Regions from separate parts of the Gossypium hirsutum genome. Here all the other regions are linked to region 1. The links are chromatin contacts, called in public Hi-C maps. All regions are on one chromosome and are shown on one strand. The core of a region is the stretch at or near the end of the contact, and the rest is flanking DNA. Distances in the headings are between cores, read along the strand shown.

The links. Hi-C and Micro-C count contacts between places; a contact is called where the count stands out from the background.
Region 2: a Hi-C map of leaf shows a contact between it and region 1, with 1.8 times the contacts expected there. The contact joins the enhancer-like site here to the promoter of LOC107932514 in region 1. A contact is called at or near these places in 3 of 34 Hi-C or Micro-C datasets (cotyledon and leaf).
Region 3: a contact with region 1 is called in a Hi-C map of leaf, with 4 times the contacts expected there. The contact joins the enhancer-like site here to the promoter of LOC107932514 in region 1. A contact is called at or near these places in 5 of 34 Hi-C or Micro-C datasets (all in leaf).

What each region holds. Positions count from the first base shown.
Region 1 is chrA12:6,632,585-6,635,997 of Gossypium_hirsutum_v2.1, forward strand. LOC107932514 (DNA repair protein recA homolog 3, mitochondrial) reads left to right here and starts at 1,858. Exons shown (of 7, transcript XM_016864583.2): 1 at 1,858-2,670; 2 at 3,070-3,147; 3 at 3,277-3,356.
Region 2 is chrA12:6,868,241-6,871,653 of Gossypium_hirsutum_v2.1, forward strand. No RefSeq gene overlaps it. Among protein-coding and RNA genes, the nearest start is that of LOC121210844, 5.1 kb to the left of the region's middle. Within about 2 kb of position 1,676, at least 4 of the 9 cell types and tissues checked have an H3K27ac peak or open chromatin away from gene starts, as enhancers often do. A contact at or near this core is called in cotyledon and leaf, where this site is marked.
Region 3 is chrA12:6,823,694-6,827,106 of Gossypium_hirsutum_v2.1, forward strand. No RefSeq gene overlaps it. Among protein-coding and RNA genes, the nearest start is that of LOC107932580, 28 kb to the right of the region's middle. Within about 2 kb of position 1,653, at least 3 of the 9 cell types and tissues checked have an H3K27ac peak or open chromatin away from gene starts, as enhancers often do. A contact at or near this core is called in leaf, where this site is marked.

The sequences.
Region 1 (3,413 bases), core at 608-3,107:
TATTCAAACATTTGATTTAATCTGAAATTTCAAAATTAAAAGTAAATTAATTGCTACATCAGTCATCTGTCTTCTACATTTTTTTTTATCTTTTAGTCCCAAAATCAAGCTATATTATTTTGTTTCCATCTTTAATAAATTATTTACACTTATATCTTCCCTTTCATTTGCATTTATACATTATATATTTAATGTCAATTATGCATTTTATTTTAATTTTTTATATTTACTCACACTTGTATAATTTTTATTTATTCTTATTTATTCTTTATTTATTTTCATGTCCATTTATATTTATGTTTTTTTTACACATTCCCCTTACATACATTTTAATATTATTTATTTATGTTACTTTGATTCTTTTATTGTATTATGAATAGTGTGTATTATTTTTATTATTATTTATTTATTTCATTTATTTAAATTTTCTTTTTTATTATTGTCATTTTCTGAAAGAGTTTTAACTTTTCATCAACTTTAGTCAATTTAATTAATTTTTCTATTTTATTACTATTCGTTTTAAAAGAGGAAATTTTAGTTCATTTTTTCCATCCTATAATTGTTAACATGAAGTTAGTTAAGTCTTTAAGATCCTATCTACCATTTATCCTAGAAAAATTATAAATAACATGTAAGATATTTTTTAGGGTTTTTGAACTAATTTTAAATATCGTATAGGATTAGAATCTTAAATTAATATATAAATATTCTTTAGGACTTTATTCAAGACTAAAACTAAAGATTTTTGTAAGTGAATTGTAAATCATGAGTAGGTCTTTGTAAGTATTTTGTTTTAGAAACTTTTTTAAGAAAGCTAATAAATGTTATTTAAGATATATTATTTTAGGATTTTGGTGAACTTAAATCTTAGATCAAGAATTTTAAAGTAAGATAAATCACAAACTCGGCATAGGATACTTTCATAATATCTTCATAGGTTCAACGTTATTAATTAATTCTTTAAATAATAATAATATATCGAATAAGTTTTAGATGGATTTTAATATTTCTCTTAACTCATTAGTAATTTCTAGGTGGTTTTTTTAAAATTCTAAAATAGAATTAATTCTAGGAATTGAAGGTAAATTATTTAGGTATCGTTTAGGGTTCTCGTTAAAAATAAAAATCTCTAATTTAAGTTTCAAATTAGATAAATTGGTGAATACATCTTAATCAAGTTACGAGTAAACCGAAAGAATTTTCTTTAGAGTTTTTATTTAAGATTTTCATAAGATTTTAGCCTAAATTAAAACATTAATATGCTTAAATAAATAAAACCTAGCTCTTAAGACCCTGTAGGACTATCCCCGAATAAGCATTGTGGGGGTGTTATAATCTTCCCCACACGTAACCATACTCCCAAACCCAAAATTTGGTGATGACATCAAGTCTAAACTTTTAGGATTTTTCGTAGTATTAATTCTAAACTTTTAGACAATAGGTGGCTAACCAACCTAGCCTTAATTGGTTAGTGACGATTCTACATTAATTTAGGCCCTCCGTGTCTAGCTTTACTTACTCAGTCCCCATATCCTTATGTAGGCAACATTATGACAGTTGACATAGAAAAGTACTAATGTGGATGGCTTAATTGATTTTTTAAATTATTTTGTGAGGTTTAATTTATTTTTTAATTATTTAATTCTAAAAATTATTAAAATTGTATAAAAAATTTAGAAATATTATAAAAATAATATAAATATATAAAAATAATATATATTATAAAATATTATTAATTTATTAAGAAAAATATAAAAATAATAAATTATAGAAAAATTAAATACAAAAAGGTCATAGAAAATTATATTATTTTCTTTAATTACAAAACTTATTAAAATATTTAAAATAAAAAAATTTAGGTTATTTTGAGGGTTTGGAATCTTCGGTTTTGGTAAGAAAGGAATGGAGAGCTTGAAGTGTGATGGTAATCAGACTTGTAGGGACTGTTGAGCGAGAGGTTTGAGTGACAATGAGTTTAACAGCATGTTTGGTTCGACGGAATGGCCATTCCATTCCGCCCTTATTCCACACCCTACAGTGATCTGTTTGTTTGGTTGAAATTTGACCGTCGAATATCTATTCCGTGCGGGCTCTATTACACGTAAATGCTGCATAACCATTCCGAGGGTCGAGCGCTGAATGCCTATTCAATGGCTCTCGTAACAGCTTATTTTTTTTTAGACGAAAATCTCCTCCCACTTCCACTATCATTCAAAACAAAATCTTCTTGGGTTTTCCATAAAACGCATAGAATACTCTCTGTTTTTGGATTTTGAGTGTGGCAAATTTGCATGTGTATGAAAATATGGAGAAATTGATGTCGAAAGCAGAGCTTTGCAAAGAAATGAGCACATCTCCCACCGTGCAGCCCAGCGATTGTGGAAACGGCGAGGCTCCGATCAATTATTAGCTATTGTTTTAGTCTTCTTCCCTTCGCTGTCTATTTTCTTATTCTTTCCCCTAAATTGTCATCTGTATTTTACCCGTTCCAATGAACATGCAAATATCATATGGAGAAAGGATTAGGTTATGCTTTTTCTGATGTATATGGGTTTGGAGTTTGATTTCTATCTTTTTCTATTTTCTTCTTCCCAGACAATCTTGGAGAAGATTGCCCTGTGTTTGAAAACTTGTTTGAATTTTGTCAAATTTATACTGGTGGGACAATAGGTAAATTTTGATATGGTAGGTTGTTTCTCTTAATTTGATTTGTGCATTTTCAGTTGTAATTGATTGTCATGGTTGGCAGATGCTGCAAGAAGATTAAACAATCAGTTATGTGATATTGCTATAAATTGGGCTGGTGGTTTACATCATGCCAAAAAGTGTGAGGCATCTGGCTTTTGTTACATCAATGACTTGGTTTTGGGAATCTTAGAGCTTCTGAAGTATCATGCCCGTGTATTATATATTGATAGCTTCTGAAGTACCATGCCCGTGTATTATGTATTGATATAGATGTACATCATGCCCGTGTATTCTAGTTATAGACAAACTTAGATTCATGCTTACATTGATAATCAAAACTGATTTTAGAATTTTAGTAACCCACATCTACTTTTTCAACAGTCTAGTGAACTGGCTGAAAGTGTATCCAAAATCATCAATTCTCAATTTGCAGACTAAGTGGATATGTCTGAAGTGCAGGTATTGCTTACTTCATAACAAATTCATTTTGCAACATTACTTCTGTTGGTTCTACAAGGTCTTGCTATTTTACAAGATGAATTTTCAGCGGTTATAACCAAATCTTTAGTAACCTTTGTGCATGGCCAGGAAACGAAATTTGATGCCGAAATGGCTGCAATGACCCGTGTTCCATGGGGTACCCTTGAAAGCGTTGGGGACCAATCAAGGTAAGATGCATTCCTTTTTAAGATTTTAATTTCACCCAGGTTAGGGTCAACTTTTAA
Region 2 (3,413 bases), core at 426-2,925, 240 kb after region 1:
AAAATTGGAACGCATGATGCAAGAAAATGAAGAAAACTTCCCTGGCTTGGAGCTTGTATGGTTATTTCATTCTTTTCTGCAGGTGGATTTGCGTGCACTGTGCTTGTAACACATTTTCCTTTTCAATGATTGGAGTGACACATCTTCTTGTTCATCATCAGATTTGATGATTTCATCAATAATTTTCTTCTTCCTTACAATTAGTCACAATACTGACTAATTTCATTTTCTCTGTTTCTGCCTCTGGTTCTTTGTTTTCTTTCTCTGCAGTAGCAACGTCTTGGGAACAGGGTTTGTTTCAATTGGCTGGACTTTACCAACCCCTTCTACTACAATTTTCTGCAATTCCTTAAGGAAGTCGGGAAAAGCAGGCATTGACTTAGTGAAATTCTTTTGAAGGGACCTTTTCAGAGTAGTTTCCCTCCTCTCCACATAGGCCTAGTACAGAGCCAACTTGTCCCATACTTTTGCCAAATCCGCAGTAAGCTGAAGTTGCTGAGTCTTGAAAAGATTAGTTTGCTTTTGTAACTTCGCCAATGAACTGAGCACTTATTGCTCAAAGAAACTGTTAGAAGTGGATGTGGTTGCAGTGGCAAATATTAGCGTAAAGGATGTTGAGGCTGAACTAAGAGGTTATTTTCGTGGCAAATCCTCCCCAAAAATCTTTGCAATAATCAACCTTATAATGGCCCCTTTATTTGGGACGACATCATCATTAGCTTGGACTGAGACATTAACACGCTGGCAAAGCGCGGTGATTAAATAAGGAAAGTTCACATTCCTGATATTCTTTTGTGCACATTAGTGTACTTTGTTGAATATAATCTTACCCATATTAATTTTCCTACTCTGTATGATAGAATGGAGCAGCAACATCCGCTCCTTAGAAACTGTTGAGTTATGGGTCGAAATGAGTAGGTGCGCCTTAAAGAAGTGATACCACACCCTGCACTTGGGCTTCAAAGATGCCCTTTCCACGGGGTAATAATCTTTCCTTAACACCGTCCATTTAGTTCCTGTCACACATAAGTCTTAAAGAACCTAAGTTAACCTATCAACAATGATGGTTACAACAAACTCGGTATGCTCGCATTGGATATCAGAAAGACCATACCGAGCATTTATCGTGTCCACATCAAATAAGACCAAAACTCCTTGCACATATATAAAAACAACATTTGAGGAAGTAAGGTGAGCATAGAACTCACAAACAATCTTGGTCAGCATATCCTTCGAATGCAAACAAAAAATTTTCCATCCATGTTGCTTAATGATAAAAGAAATGGAAGCATTGTATCCCATGAAAGGCTCTATTTAAAAAGAAAGCCTTCTTCCAAACAAAAAAGTCGCTTGAAGATGTTGTTCTGGTATCGCTTTTCTACCGCAGTGTTAAAGAAAGTGCGAGGTGGCATAGTAGATGATTGAAGGATAGATCGTCTAGCCATTATGGAAAGTTAAGGTAAAAGTTTGTGTAGAAAAGGAAGGAAAAAAATCTACAGTGTTTGAAGAAAGCACAAATAAACATGGAGAGAAATAAAATTTAAGGTAACTGTAAAAGAATTGAAGAGGTTAGGTAAAATAAAATGACGGCAAAGGAAGGAGTAAATAGGGTATGACGTGAGTGATGGGAGGCCGATAATTATGGCCTATCTTTAATGTGATGGAAATTTGGAGGGAAAGTGAAAAAGTTATGGGCCCACATATTTGGGAAACAAAATCGCAATGGGCCAATGGGTATCATATGACCCAACCTCACAATTGTTGTTATGAGATAGCGTTGATGGTTCAGGAAAATTAGATGTGCAGAGTAAGTTTTGTAGCATGGAGGAGGGAAAACAAAGAGATTTTTGGGGGGAATTGTGAAGTGACCTAACCCTAGAACATGACCCCTATACTTGTGGATATTACCTTTCATATATTTTATGTAAGATTTTTACTCTGTACGTTGGTACATTCGGAGGCGGTCACCCTCCCACTAATAATAAAACTTATATCTTGCACGTCGATAGTTCATTGAAGAATGATTTCAGAGTCGGTATATTGCTGACTAATCCTGAAGGTAATGGATGGTAGTATGGTTTCTTGTTTGCCTTTTCCATTTTTAATGGCGCTACGAAATATTGAGCACTCATTGTCAGGTTAGAATTGGCTCAAAAATTAAGGGTCAAGAAGCTTTATGTTTACATTAATTCCTAGTGAGTAACCAAACAGATCCATGGAGAGTACGAGGTTAAAGAGCCCACCTTATCCAAATATTACTCCTTAGTAATGAGCTTACTGAAGAAGAATCTGGAGATTCAAGTTGATAGGATATCCCATGCTGAGAATACTCGAGTTGACTTCCTATCTAGATTAGTTTCCATTGTTGAGATTGTGCAGTGGACAAAATGTTACTTAAGCACAATGAACGCCCTAGTTGAGACGATGGGCCAGGTTTTTAGTATTGAATCTGAAGATACCTAGATGACTCCCCTAGTTATCTTCTTAATCTTGTGATAACACTTCTTCCGATCCTAAAGAGCGTAATAGGCTTCATTGCTTGGCCTCTCGTTATTTACTCATTGATGGGGTCTTGTATAAGAAAGGATATCTACAACTAGTTTTGAGATGTTTGGGTCCTTCTAAAGCTGAGTATGCGATGTGAGAATTGTGAGAAGGAATAGGTGAGAACCATCCGGGTACCAAAGCCATTGCTCGAAAGATCTTCCAACAGGTATACTATTGGCACACCCATTAAAAAGATGTGTCATCCTTCATGCTGAAATGTGAGCCTTGTTAGAAGTCCTCTCGCTTATTCCCCAAATGGTAGTCAAACCCTTGCAAAGCATTTCTAGTTCTTGACCTTTCTCAACTTGGGGATTGAATATTATTGGGCTCTTCCTACCAACCATGGTGAAAAAAAAAAAATCATCATTGCGACAATTGAGTACTTCACCAAATAGATGAAAGCGAAAGCTTTGGCCACCATCATATATAAATAAATGGAGAACTTCATATGGAAGACTGTTATCTACTAATATGGGATCCCACAACTGATCATCACAAATAACGATATTCAGTTCTAAGGGAAATTTAAGGAATTTAGAGATACCTTGTCTCTACTAAGGAGGGTTATAGGTAAAAGGTAGTGGTATGGATAAAATTATTGGGGTCTCCATACCAGTATTATGTTAAGTTCCTGATACGAGTGATTGCAAAAGTATTATGGTGGGTGGTCAAAGTTTACTATAATACCACTGTCGGAAAAGAGGGGGAGGTTTGCTCGGATCGATATGGTTCTTGATTTAAAGAAGTCGTTTTCCCTTATGTGGTCTTTGTTATGGCTAATTAACCTGTCAAGTATGAGGGGTTGCCCCTCATTTTCGACGAATGCGATTGTTATGGAAACGGTAATGAATCATACAGTAGGGTGA
Region 3 (3,413 bases), core at 403-2,902, 190 kb after region 1:
ATCACAAATTATTTTTGGTGGTTGATTATTCTTTCTTAATATCACTTGTATTGAATATAGTATGCTCAAAACTTTTGAAATTAGTATAAATAGAGGATGTTATCATCTAAATGAGTAATAAAGGGTTGGGTTTTGACCCTTTTATATATATATAATATGATTATTTTTTTAAAGAAAAATAATCATCCAAAGAGTGTCAATCACAAGATCAAATCATCTTAGAACATTTTTATGCTTCAATTTCCAATTATCGTTTAATTAACTTTTTGATGTATGGATGATAAAATTTTTATTTACTTTACAAATAAATGGTTATATGTCTATTTTTAAAGAAATATTTATCAACCTATAATTTAATTATTACATAAATTTTTTATGACTCTATTTTAATGTCAAATTTTTCTATCACCAATATAATAATATTTTAACATTTAATAACATATTAAACAATACTTCCTAATATGATAATATTTTTACATGCTAAGAAAAATGATAATTCGAGTTAAAAAATAATTGAAGTACAAAACCATAACATGCTATGTTATTATTATTAATTTTAGATTATATATTTCATTGTTTGTTTAATGTTATTTTCAATTTATTTTGTATACCGACGTGCATGAAATAGAATTACTAGTAATTAATAATTTAAAAAAAGTGAGAATGGAATGGTAGGTTTGTAATTAGGGGGAAAAGATGGGAGTGAAATGGAAAGAAAAGGAAAAGGTATTGTGTGTGTGTCCCACAGGGTACCAACTCCTCCCTTTTGGGGTGGTAGTTGGAGTTGGGAAAAGGCATCGGACGTAGGCTCATGTGCACCGTTGCGGCGATAGGGACCCACTCTTCGCACACCACTTGTGGGTCCTACTCCTAATCCCTCTTTCTCCGCCCTGTAAGCTTCCGATGGAGTTCGTATAAATATTAATAAAATTAATTTGAAATTTTTAATATTAATAAATAGTAAATTCAAGTTTTTTTCAGAAGATTTCTTTCTCTTTTTATAAAATCAGATTACAGCGCAACTCAATGGATAGTTGATAGTTCTAACCTTTTCCACCTTGGGTTTTTTTTTTTTTTAGAAAATTGATACAACTTATAAAGTTAATCACAAATTGGAATTGAACCAAAATTTTCAATGTCCTAGGATTATCTTTGGTCAAAATATGATAGAAAGTAATAGCTTGGTGTATTTAAGAGTTAGTCAAAATAAAAAGTTGTGATATTAATAATGCAGAGGGCAGAGGTGCATGCATTTTGTTCCCCTCCTAAAATTAATTTCTTTACACGTTTCATTTGAAAACGTGATGACTCAAATCAATTTTGCCATAAAAAAACATTTAATTCAAATATGGGCTTCTGCTTTTGCTAATACAAACAAAGACTTGGTTGAAATTTTTAATTTTTTCTCATAGTTTTAGTTAAAACCAACAAATTAGCAAATCATTTGAAGATTGTTAGTGGCCAAGGGTGAAATTGTACTGTTTGACAATTAGGGCAAAAATAAAGAAAGAAAGGGTGGGGGCATGTTATGGTAGAGATAGGTAGCAAAAGCGTAGGTGGTGGGGAAAAGAGTTCCGAAATAATGATGAGAGAGAGAGAGAGAGAGAGAGAGAGAGAGAAAGGGGATAAGATATAAATAAAAAGTATGTGGCTGAGAGGTGTACAGTTCAAACTTGAAATGGTTAGGTCAGATGGGTATGGGCCAATGCCATGGATGGATCTCAATGGCCAATCAAACTCTTTCTTCTCAACAACGACTTATGTCTGCATTATAACCATCTCATTTCCCATCAGCTTTTAATTTTTATAAATTCTCATCCAACTATTAACATATTTAAAATTCTTCATTATCAAATTTTAATATTTTCATCGGAATGTTGGCGTGCCTTTTTTCTATTGATAAAATAATAAATTTAGATCTCACATTTATACATTCGGTTAATTTTTTTAGTGAATTATAATAATAGAGTAAAGCTGCATAACAAACGCGATTAACACGACTCTAGTCGAAGCCACACTTGAGGCAGTAAACACTTTTGACCATCAAACCATCATATAGGGTTTACATTCTGTCAATTTAATCATGATTCTTAAATTTTAAAAATTAAAAATTATCTAAAAGTTTATTTTTCCATGAAAATACATAAAATTATAAAATAATTATAAATAATTATCTACTTTTCTCACTTTCTAACATCACATTTATTTATTAAAATAATTATTATATAAATAAAATAATTTAAGGGAGAAAAATTATGAAGAAGACTTAGGCATAGTCAATTTTTCCCTTTTCTTTCAACATTAACCACCATTATATTCAGATTGGGTCAAAAACTACAAACTAAGATTGAAAAGGATAAAAATCAATGTCTTTAGATTGTTTCCCAAAATAGTTTGTTGCCTTTGAGATTCTACTTGAGGGCAAGTATGATTGGGAATATATGAATGAGGATGAGGTTGTGTTATGTTAGTAGCTCTACAACAAATTCCTAGTTCTATGGCACGACAACAATGGATGTGGAAATCAAAGAGTTCGGAGTAAGAGTTATTAGTGTTGGTGATTGTGGGTGAAAGTGGACCCCTTAGTCAATAAATTTTGTGAGGACTAAAGAACAAGGCTGGATGTATAATAAATAAAACTAAAAAATGAAAAAGATTGTGGATTTTTAAAAAATTAATTTATTTATAAAATTATTGTTTTAATAAATAAATTTCATGTTAGAAAATAATAGATATTCATTTATTTATAATTCTATGTGTTTTTTTTTATAAATCTTATGTATTTTTATCGAAAAATGAATTGTTAAATATTTTTTATATTTTTAAAGTTTAAAAATTTTATTTTTTATCTTTTAAGAATCAATATTAAATTACTAGAATGTATAAAATTAAGGATAAAATTTGTTGAAATTTTTAGAATTAGAATCAAATTAATAGAATCTATAAATATTAGAAGGCTAAATTTGTTATTATGCCAATAAAAAAGTCACATAGACATTCTCTTAGTAATTTAATGAAAGAGTGATCAAAATATTAAATTTTAATACCACCAATAACTAAAAGAAAAAAAAACCCTGATGGTGAAAACAAAAATACAATAATAATTGGGTGACTATTTATAAATTTACCCCAAAAAAGTTGATTTCTTTTTTTTTTTTTTTTTTGAATTAAATTTATTGGGCCCTCCTCTCACAGAACTGTGCCCCCATGTTAAATTTCCACATAAATCTCCCTACCTGCCCAACATTATCTTCCTAAATCTATGCAAACAGAGAAGAGGTGGGACCTGTAAATGTAATTCACCTTCTCTTGTTTTGGTACTTACATGGTAAATCCACCAAACAATTCTTCCTTTTCATGGTTTTATAAGCAGTAAAACCTTAAAATTCTTGGCAAATGAATCTCATTGACTG